2 separate regions of the Sus scrofa genome follow, and region 2 is linked to region 1. A link is a contact called in public Hi-C data. All regions are on one chromosome and are shown on one strand. The core of a region is the stretch at or near the end of the contact, and the rest is flanking DNA. Distances in the headings are between cores, read along the strand shown. Region 1 holds the start of ALDH16A1 (aldehyde dehydrogenase family 16 member A1). Region 2 holds the start of FCGRT (Fc fragment of IgG receptor and transporter).

The links. Hi-C and Micro-C count contacts between places; a contact is called where the count stands out from the background.
Region 2: a contact with region 1 is called in a Hi-C map of skeletal muscle, with 5 times the contacts expected there. The contact joins the promoter of FCGRT here to the promoter of ALDH16A1 in region 1. A contact is called at or near these places in 2 of 5 promoter capture datasets (fetal liver and liver), 4 of 47 Hi-C or Micro-C datasets (epiblast stem cells, liver and skeletal muscle) and 1 of 2 datasets of contacts at active chromatin or transcription factors (skeletal muscle).

The regions. Positions count from the first base shown.
Region 1 is chr6:54,526,497-54,531,518 of Sscrofa11.1, reverse strand. ALDH16A1 (aldehyde dehydrogenase family 16 member A1) reads right to left here and starts at 1,980. Exons shown (of 18, transcript XM_021094740.1): 1 at 1,806-1,980. The coding sequence starts at 1,895. PIH1D1 (PIH1 domain containing 1) reads left to right here and starts at 2,762. Exons shown (of 9, transcript NM_001244978.1): 1 at 2,762-3,165; 2 at 3,469-3,535; 3 at 3,907-4,086. The coding sequence starts at 3,076.
Region 2 is chr6:54,588,151-54,593,345 of Sscrofa11.1, reverse strand. FCGRT (Fc fragment of IgG receptor and transporter) reads right to left here and starts at 2,994. Exons shown (of 6, transcript NM_214197.2): 1 at 2,922-2,994; 2 at 2,359-2,610; 3 at 1,956-2,231. The coding sequence starts at 2,994.

The DNA.
Region 1 (5,022 bases), core at 731-3,230:
AAAAAAAAAAGGCTGACTCAAGAGTTAACGATTGGGAAATAAAACCAGTTAAAACAGTCTCCATTATGTTATGTCCTACCTTGGCCCACTAACTTCTTACTAATATTTACTTTCTATTATTTATATATTTCTTTTTCTTTTTTTTTTTTTTTAAGGGCCAAACCCACAGCATATGGAAGTTCCCAGGCTAGGGGTTGAATCAGGGCTGTGGCTGTTGGCCACAGCCACAGCCACGCCAGACCTGAGCTGCGTCTGCAACTTACACCACAGCTCATGGCAATGCTGGATCCTTAACCCAGTGAGCGAGGCCAGGGATCGAACCTGAGTCCTCACGGATACTGGCCGGGTTACCACTGAGCCATGACGGGAACTCCTAATACTTTCTAATTATCTTGCACCTAGTGTCCGGTTTTTCACAAATGATCTCTTCCTTGCTAACTGCTTTCTTTTACTCACGGTTACTTTCTAGAGTTATATTGCGCCTAGTGTTTTCTCTTCTAATTCAAGCACTAACACCCCTTCCCTGTAAGCAATCTTCAGTCCACAGAGGTCAAGGAATGATAAGCACGAAGACAACCAGAAACCATCACGGGACCCGCTGATGCCGGCCTTGATGACACTGAAATGATCTATGGGTGCGAGTAACAAGGACCCCTCAATCAATAACCCTGACTCCCGAGCTAAACCTGTAAAACTCCTTGATATCCCCTCTCCAGGCAGGGCATGGTTTTGTGGCATCAGCCTGCTGTGTCCTCCTTTGCGTGGCAAAGCAATAAAGCTCTTTGTTCCCTTCCTTAAAACTGTCTCCGAGGACTTAATTGGGACTTAAATCCGAGGCCACATTTTCAGCCACAGACCCGCGGCCTTGTCCCTGCCCTCTCAACACGCAAACCCTGTCCCTCCTGCGTCTCTGCCTCACTCCCTCCTCTCCATCTCCAGAGCCTACGGCAGGCTCTGGTCTCACCATTATTCCAACCTCCTTCTTTCCCTCCAGGAAAGGCCAAGCTTCTCACGCCCGGGCGCTAGAGGGCCCTGTGCCTTCATGATGGCCCCGTGGGGGAATGCTGAGGGTAGTTACAGAAAATTCGAGGCACCCTACTTTTATAGGGAACCCCAAGAGCGTTCTTGGGGGACCCTGAGGGATCACGGGAGTCTTATGGAAGTCCTGAAGAATACGGAGGGGTCGCGGGAGCCCCATGGGGTTATTCTGAGGGGCTGAAGGTTATTACAGAAAGTTCTGATGTATTCTGGGGTTCTGAGAACTCCCGAGACTATAGGAACCCCACGAGTATTGAGGTGACCCTGAGGAATCACGGCGGCTCCGCGGAGGTTTTGGAGGTCTCTGGTTGATCAAGGGAGCCCCTCCAGGAATTCCGGGGAAACTCGGGAGCCATAGGATGTTCTGAGGAATCAACGGTAAGTCTACACGTGGGTTCTGAGTCCTCGGAAGATCACGGGAGCCCCCCAGGGAATCGCGGGAGGTTATGAGGGGGCCTTGATGAATCACAGGACCCCCTCGGGGGATTCTCGGAAGCACCCTCGGCGAAGCACCACCGTGAATTCTGGACCATGTAACGGGACAGCCACTGGGCCTCATGAGAAGAGACTATCGGGCTGAGGCAGCAACTCTAAGAAGCTCAACAAACCATCCTCCAGGGGTGGGTCCTAAGGAGTGGCGGGAATCGCGGGAGCTGAGAGGGGCGGAGTTACTGAGCTGCCGCGGTGGATCGTGGGAGTCCGCGCGCAAAACTCGGCTCCGAAGACTGGGGAGGGGGATGGGCAGCGCGGGCCGGGCGAGCCCTCACCAGTGCGCATGCGTGGCTCTCCGGCACGGGTCCGTACTCCAGCGTGGTGAAGATCTCGCTGGCGCGGGATCCTGTACACGTCTCGGCCATCGCGCTCCCCCGCCGCTTTCCACCGACTGCAGGGCGCTCTGCCGGAGGAAACCTCGAGGTCCGAAGGGTAGCACCGCCCCCTCCTACCCAAAGGGCGGGGCTATGGGAGATAGAGCGTAACCCCGCCCAGGACCTGGTGACCCCGCCCATGGGTCTGCGCACGGAAGTGTAGTTTGGATCATGCGCAGTCCTCAGAGCGGGGCGAATGGGGAACGAAAGTGTGAGTGACTTCAAATAGTTGTGAGAGCTCCAGCGTCTCGCTATCCTGTTTGTGTTGGATACCGGAATTGCAGTTTTTAGTCCTAAATACATTTTATCGAGAATAGAATCTAGTTCTGGAACGAGGTGGTTGTTCAGAGGTCAAAAGAGAGTCTTAGGATGGACACTGAAATTAATGTTTTTTTTTTTTTTTTTTTGTCTTTTTGCTATTTCTTGGGCCGCGCCCGCGGCATATGGAGGTTCCCAGGCTAGGGGTCAATCGGAGCTGTAGCCACCGGCCTACACCAGAGCCACAGCAACGCGGGATCCAAGCCGCGTCTGCAACCTACACCACAGCTCACGGCAACGCCGGATCCTTAACCCACTGAACAAGGCCAGGGATCAAACCCGCAACCTCATGGTTCCTAGTCGGATTCCTTAACCACTGCGCCACGACGGGAACTCCATGAAATTAATGTTCTTAAAGTGTGACAGATTTGCCCAGCTACTGGCCGGAGTCGGCTATCCGGAAGGAGCCGGAAGCGTGGCTTGAATCCCGCAGGAAGTGTGGCATTTAGTGACTATCAGGACTTTGTATTGATTGGTTGAGATGAGAGGCGTGGCTTCAGCCTTGGACTAGATTGGTCTGTGATTGGTAACGGAATACAGTTGCAGGATTGATGAAGCGTTGGGGTAGTGTGACTTACTCAAGTTCCTGATTACGCAGGGATCAAAAGAGTGGCTGTAGTTTGCACCTTTGGCACGCAGGACTTAGCATCTAGAGACACTGGCTCTTAAGAGATTTGACGACAGTATCTGGTCTGAGTGAAAGTGTCTCGGGCCAGATTCTCAGGTTTTCATACAGAATAGTGGGTGTCGCGATTTGGTTAAGGGCCCAGGAACTAGTCTCAGAGTTCAGATCCCGCCGATGGTTCCCCCACGCCGGGGTTGCTGAGGACGCCAAGGTCTCTCCCCCAGGGCCATGGCCGACTCGACGTTGCTGGTGCCGGAGCTAAACGAAGCAGAGACGATGGGCACGGAGACGACGCCTTTCGAGGAGCTGCTGCTGCAGGTGCGATTGAACGCACTCCTGGGTCCCTGGGGATTCGGGGAATACATATGTGTGTGTGTGTGTGTGTGTGTCCGTCCGTGCGGGAATTGTAGTTGTTTACCTTCAAGTTTGCTAGTCTCTGGAAGACATGGGAGCAAAATTGGGCTTGTTCTTCAGATTCCTCAAGGTAGGAAGGGGCCATAGTATGTCTTATGCCCTGCCTGGCTAGTATTCATAAAAATTGCTCAGTAAACATTTGCGAAACGAATGAGGGGGTTCTGATAGCACAAAGGCCAAACTTGAAAATTGCTTTCCTTCACACAGGCCTCCAAGGAGCTCCAGCAAGCCCAAACAAGCCGACCAGAATCTACACAGATACAACCTCAACCTGGTGAGAAAGACAGAAACGTAAAGAGAAAGAGATAGTGTCCCAGAGAGAGGTGGACCCTGACTGGGGGGCAGGGGACACAGGAAGAGGAGGGAGGGAGGAGAAACAGTAATGGTGGGGTAGAGAGGCTTTGAGCGGGAGGAGTGATGGAGACCCAGAGAGCAGGGAAGGGGCCAAGAGCCAAAGAGAGGCAGGGAGGACAGGTGTGACCAGCGGGACGAAGACTCAAAGGTAGTCAGAAATTCCAGGGCGGGGAGGGGAACAGCCCCAGAGAGTGGAGGACTAATACTCAAGGAGGGCGACAGATCAGAAGAAGGCTGGACCCCGAGATCCAGGCAGCAACAGAGGGTCACGGCCAAACCCATTTGCTCCAGGTTTCTGCATAAAGACCAACTCATCTGAAGGCAAGGTTTTCATCAACATCTGTCACTCTCCCTCCATCCCTCCTCCGGCTGACTTGACTGAGGACGAGCTGCTTCAAATGCTGGAGGAGGACCAAGCCGGGTTCCGCATCCCCATGAGTCTGGGAGAGCCGCATGCCGAACTGGATGCAAGTCAGTGCCTTGAGAGGCCCCAGGAATCTAGTCCTCTTGGTCCTTTCTTCCCAAGGATCCAAGAAGCCAGGGCCTGAGACCCTGGCTTCCCCTTCAGGACCTAGAAACCCGGCCTCCTGATCTGATCCTCTTCCCCGTGGCATATCCCAAGCCTTCTGGCATCCAGCACCTGCACTGGACAGTCCCGGTTCTGGTCACCTGGCCAGGCTGACTCTTCTCCCTGCTCTATCCCAGGGCGAGAGAGGGCTGGGCAGGTGCTCCTTAGCTGATCTCCTGGCTGGAGTCCCCGGGCAGCTCACATGTGTCCCCTGAAGCTTCCTGGGATGAAGCTTTGGCCAGTGCCCTGGGGAGTAGGGACTCATCAAATCCAGAAGCTGCCCTTGAGAAACTCTTAGTCTTGGATGAGGGCAAAGGAGGCAGATGCGATTTCCATACGGTGTGATTCTGTGCCCCGCTGGAGGAGGGTCTTCACTTGCACTGAGGGATCAGGGAAGGCTTCCTGGAGGAGGAGGAGGTGTTGGGTATAAGATCTGAAGGAACCTCAGGAGTTCATCAGGCCAAGACAGAGAAGAGGGTTCTCAGCAGAGGACAGAGGGGTCCAGAGGCTGGAGGGAATGATCGAATTGGATTGGTCAGTAATTCAGTAATTTCTTTCCAGACCAGAAGAAAATTTTTTTTGAGGGCTGCACCCTTGGCATATGGAAGTTCCCAGGCTAGGGGTTGAATTGGAGCTGCACTTGCTGGTCTACACCACAGCCACCAAATCCAATCCACAGCTGCAACCTATACCACAGCTCACAGCAATGCCGGATCCTTAAGCCACTGAGTGGGGGCCAGGGACGGAACCTGCATCCTCGCGGATACTAGTTGGGTTCGTTTCCTCTGAGCCCCAGCAGGAACTCCTACTGGAAGAAATTTAAAGGAATGAGGGGTGTT
Region 2 (5,195 bases), core at 1,745-4,244, 61 kb before region 1:
GTCACACCTCAACAGAAAGACAAAAAAAGGGAGTTCTCGCCACCTTACACCAGCCAGAATGGCCATCATCCAAAAGTTTACAAACAGTAAGTGCTGGAGAGGATGTGGAGAAAAGGGAACCCTCGTACACTGTTGGCGGGATTGTCAATTGGTGCAACCACTGTGGAAAGCAGTATGGAGATTCCTCAGAAAACTAAACATAGAACTACCATTGGATCCAGCAATCCCACTCCTGGGCATCTCTCCAGAGAAAACCACGATTCGCAAAGACAGGTGTACTCCAATGTTCATTGCAGCACTATGTACAATAGCCAAGACATGGACACAACCTAAATGTCCATCGACAGAGGAGTGGATCCAGAAGATGTGGTACATATACACAATGGAATATTACTCAGCCATTAAAAGGAAAGAAATAATGGCACTTGCAGGAACATGGATGGACCTAGAAATTATCATGCTAAGTGAAGTCAGTCAGACAATGAGACACCAACATCAAATACCATCACTTACATGTGAAATCTTAAAAAAAGCATACAATGAACTTCTTTGCAGAACAGATACTGACTCTCGACTTTGAAAAACTTATGGTCTCCAAAGGAGACAGGTTGTGGGGTGGGGGGATGCCCCGAGGGTTTGGGATGGAAATGCTGTAAAATTTGGTTGTATTGATTGCTGTACACCTATGAATGTAATAAAATTCATTAAGTAATTTTTAAAAAAGGGAGTTCTCTTGTGGCTCAGTGGGTTAAGGATCTGATGGTGTCACTGCAGCAGCTTGCATTCTTGCAGTGGCGCAGGTTCAATACCTGTCCCAGAAACTTACATGTGCTGTGGGTATGGCCAAAAAAAAAAAAAAAAAAAAAAAAAGACAAAAATGAAAGATGCTATAATGAAGGAAGGCGTGGACAAAGCAATGGCACGAGAGACATTAATGGGGATGGGAGAGAGGCACGTTTCACCAGGGTGGTCAGAGGTCTCTGCTGGAGAGCTGACATCCAAGGTCAAATCTCAAGCAGGAGAAGGACCCAGTCATGGTAGGATCCCAAGGAAGAGAATCCAAAGCAGAGCGAACAGCAGGTGCAAAGGCCCTGTGGAGGTGAAGAACCTGGCATACGGGAGGAAGGGAGGAAGTCCACTGTAGTTGGAGCCACTGTCAAATTACAGTAGCAGAAAGCAGCCAGATTATCTGGGGCTTGCAGGCCTCTGGGCAGAGTTTGGATTTTAGCCTAAGACTAGTGGGGATCTATGGGATGCTTTTAAGTAGTGGCGGAATGGGAGCTCATTTATTGGTTTGTGGGGGTTTTTTGGCTGTGCCTGTGGCATGCAGAAGTTCCCAGGCTAGGGGCTGAACCCGTGGCACAGCAGCAACCCAAGCCACGGCAGTGAAAATGTCGATCCTTAACCCACTGAGCCCACCAGGGAACTCCGCGTTTAGGGTTTTTAAAACATTTCTCTGACTGCAATGGAGGAGAGTCTGCAATGAGGGCGGAGATGAGACGGAAGCAGGAATTGCCATGTGGGGGCCGATGAGGAGGAAAGAGCTCTAACTGCAGCCCTTGAACTCTCTAGACATGGGTGTAATTATAGCTCAGAGTGACATGTGCTGTATATGTAACAGAGGTCACTGTGGGCGTCCCAAAGAGGCAAGCGAAACCTCACAGGCCAGAGGGGAACCTGATGCCGGTGGCATCTGGCACCAGGGGAGCTGGCAAAGATGAAGGAATGGGAGGGCTGCTGGGAGCTCAAGGGACTCTGGGTGATTCTGTCTGGAGCAGATGGAGAAACGTCAGGAGAGGGACAGAGGTCAGGCCGCGTGGGGCCTCAGGGCCAGGCTGAGGGGCAGCTGGGCGTGGAGGAAGACCCCCTGGGACGCGGCTCGGGAGGAGGGGGTAGACTGAAGGCCAGGGGGTCGGGAAGGAGAGGCCTCGCGGGACCCTCAGGGGGCTGCTCACCCTTCCACTCCAGGTTGCCCCGGCCCCTCTCCAGATGCCCCAGCAGCCGGTGGGGACAGGAGTAGAGCAGGAAGGTCTTCTCCTTGTTGACCGCGTCCGGCTCCTGCATCCACTTGGAGCCAATGGTCCGGGCCTCGGGCCACTCCCCATCCCAGGTGCCCAGCTTGGTGTCGAACTTCATAAACTCCTCGCCATTCAGGGCGAACGTGGCCACAGGCACCGAGACATTGTCGGGGCCCAATTCGCAGCCCAGAAGGCCCTGCAGGGTGAAGGGCCCTGGGGCGCCGCCAGCCGCGTGAGCCGCGCCCAGGCGCCGAGGCCACAGCCCCCCGCCTCCCTCCCAGCCAGGACCCAGGCCGCCCGCCCGCGTCCCCTGCCTGCGCCCCCGGGGTCCCAGGCCCACCTCCTTCCTCCAAGGTTTTGAGAGCCTCGAGAAAGAGCTTCTGCTTGTTCCTCAGGTCTGCGGTCTCCTTCTCCCAGTACCAGGACACCTGGCTTTCCCAGACCCAGGCGCCGTAGGGCTCCGCCTGGGCGCGCAGGTTATTGTAGCTCAGGTACTGCTGGGGCCCCAGCCAGCCCGACACCCAGAAGGCGGGAGCGCCCGGGGTGGGGGCGGACACGGCCGTGAGGTGGTACAGGAGGGAGCGGTGGTTGTCTGCGGGAGACACGGGCGGAGGGGGCGGATGGGGCAGTGACCCTCGCCCCGAGGGGGAAGAGCCGGCACCGCGGACGGAGGGGCCAAGGCAGCCAGCGGGCGCCGCACGCAGACCGAGGGCCAGCGACCCAGCGAGGGGGGCCGGGAGCTTCCCAGACACACCGCCAGAGGGAGGAGGCGATGAAGCCCAGGGAAGCAAAGGAGGAAGTGCCCGGCTCGAGCGGGGCCTCGGATGTTGCTTCCTTTGCTCTTTTCCCGGCCGCCGGCACCTCCCCGGTGCCCGGCCGCCCCGGCCCCGGAGCCCCCCTCACCTGCGCGCGGCGTTCCGGGCAGCAGGAGGAGCAGCAGAGCGAGCCACCAGGGCTGAGGCCGGGGGACCCGCATCCTGAGCGGGAGACCTGGGGCGGGAGGGGGCGCGTGACTCCCTGGGACCCCCGCCCCGCCCCGCCCTGCGTCCCCCAGTCCCTGCGGCGGCGGGCTCCGGGGCTCCTGTCCCGGAGAGTGACCGAAAGGCCCGCCTCCCCGATGAACTTTCACCCCTTCGTTTGCTCCGTCGGGGTTAATGAGTGACAGAGTCTGGATAGGCCGGGAGGCGGCGGAGGCGGCCCCTCCTCCTCCTCCTCCTCCTCCTCCTCCTCCTCCTCCTCCTCCTCCTCCTCCTCCTCCCTCGGACCCGCGAGTCCTCGGCTCCCGCCCGCCCGCCCGCCCGCCCCTCCTCCCTCCGACCCAAAGGTCCAGACCCGGGGCTCCCTCCTCCTGGAGAGCCGAGAACCCGGCGCCCGGCCCTCGCCTCCCAGGCTCTGGGGCCCCAGCCCCGCTCACAGCAGCCGCGATCCCTTCCCGCCGGCGGCCCCAGCTGGCTCCCGTGACTGGAGACCCCAGTTCCTCTCTCACATCCTGTCCGGAGAGGCGCCTCCACTCCGGGAATATCCAACCCCGCCCCCCAGCTGCAGGGCACACCCCGGGCCCTGGGCCCAGCCGGGAGCTGGTCTCAGCCTCTCTCTAGAAACTTGGGTCCTTTTTTTCCCCCGTCTCTTTCTTTGTGGCTCCCTGGTTTGAGTTTTGTTTGGGGGCTTTGTTTTGTTTTGTTTTTCGAGGGTGCCGGCGATCCAGCAAATTCATGACAACGTTGGGAGTCAACCTTATCGGAGCCCCACCTTTAGAGATCGGCGCAGGCCCCCTTCTTACCTCGTCAGCACCCCCCCCCAGGTCTTCACTGGCTCCTGCTGTGATAAGTCTTCCAGATACTTCCACACTTCCTCCTTTGAACCCCTCCCCCAGGGTACCCTTAAAGTGCTCCTGCGGTACTTTGATAGCTTCTGATAGGACCTCAGTAACAGAGTCCTGATATACCTTCGTGCTTGGGGGCCTCTTCCAACCCCCCCACCCACCCCCGCAGCCCACACTCCCGCTATAATGCTTCCATTCATCCGTTTTATTGCGGTAAAATGCACAAAACAAAAGCGTTCCTGTTGGTGACATTTAGTGCCTTCTCTGTTGTGCCACCACAGCCACTACCTAGTTCCAGAACCTTTTCATCATCCCCAAGGAGACCCCGTACCCCTTTAAGTAGCCCCGCTGCTCCCCTCGGCTCCTGGCAATCACCGATGTGTACGTTCTGTCTCTAGGAATTTGCCTCTTCTGGATTTTCAGAGAAATGGAATCCTACAATATGGTGCCGTTTTGTGTCTGGCTTTTTTCACCATGTCCAATACTGTTTTCAAGATTTATGCATGTGGTACCATGTGTCAAAACTTCATTTCTTTTTTGGCCTCGCCTAGGTCGTGCAGAATTTCCTGGGCCAGGGATCAAATCCAAACCACAGGTGTAGTCAGAGCCGCAGCAGTGATGCCAGATCCTTAAACCACAGAGCCACCAAGGAACTCCCTTAATTTCTTTCTATGGGTGAATAATATTCTATTGTCTGGATCAACCACATTTTGTGGATTCATTAATCAACTGATGGGCATTTGGGTCGTTTCACTTTTTGGCTGTAGTAAATAATGCTGCTGTGAACATCTGTGTCTAAGTTGAGTGTGTGTTTGCGTGCGTGTGTGTGCAATTTGTTTTTTGTTCTTTTCCTTTTTACAGCAATACATGCCATGCGGCATCTGGAAGTTCCCAGGCTACGGGTCCAGCTGAAGCTGTAGATATCAGCCTATACCACAGCCATAACAATGCGGATCCTTAACCCACTGAGTGAGGCCAGGGATTGAACTTGCATCCCTGATAAGAACCTCAGTCGGGTTCTTAACACACCGAGCGGAAATGGAAACTCCCATTTTTTGTTTTGTTTTGTTTTTTGCTTTGCTTTTTAGGGCCACACCCACGGCACATGGAGGTTCCCAGGTTAGGGGTCGAATCAGAGCTATAGCTGTGGGCCTACACCACAGCCACAGCAATGCTGGATCTAGGCTGCTTCTGTGACCTACACCACGGCTCACAGCAATGCTGGATCCTTAACCCACTGAGCGAGTCCAGGGATCGAAAGCACATCCTCATGGATGCTGGCCGGATTCGTTTCTGAGGAGCCTTGACGGGTACCCCCTCACTTTTTGGGGATTTTTTTGGAATCACTGCATTCG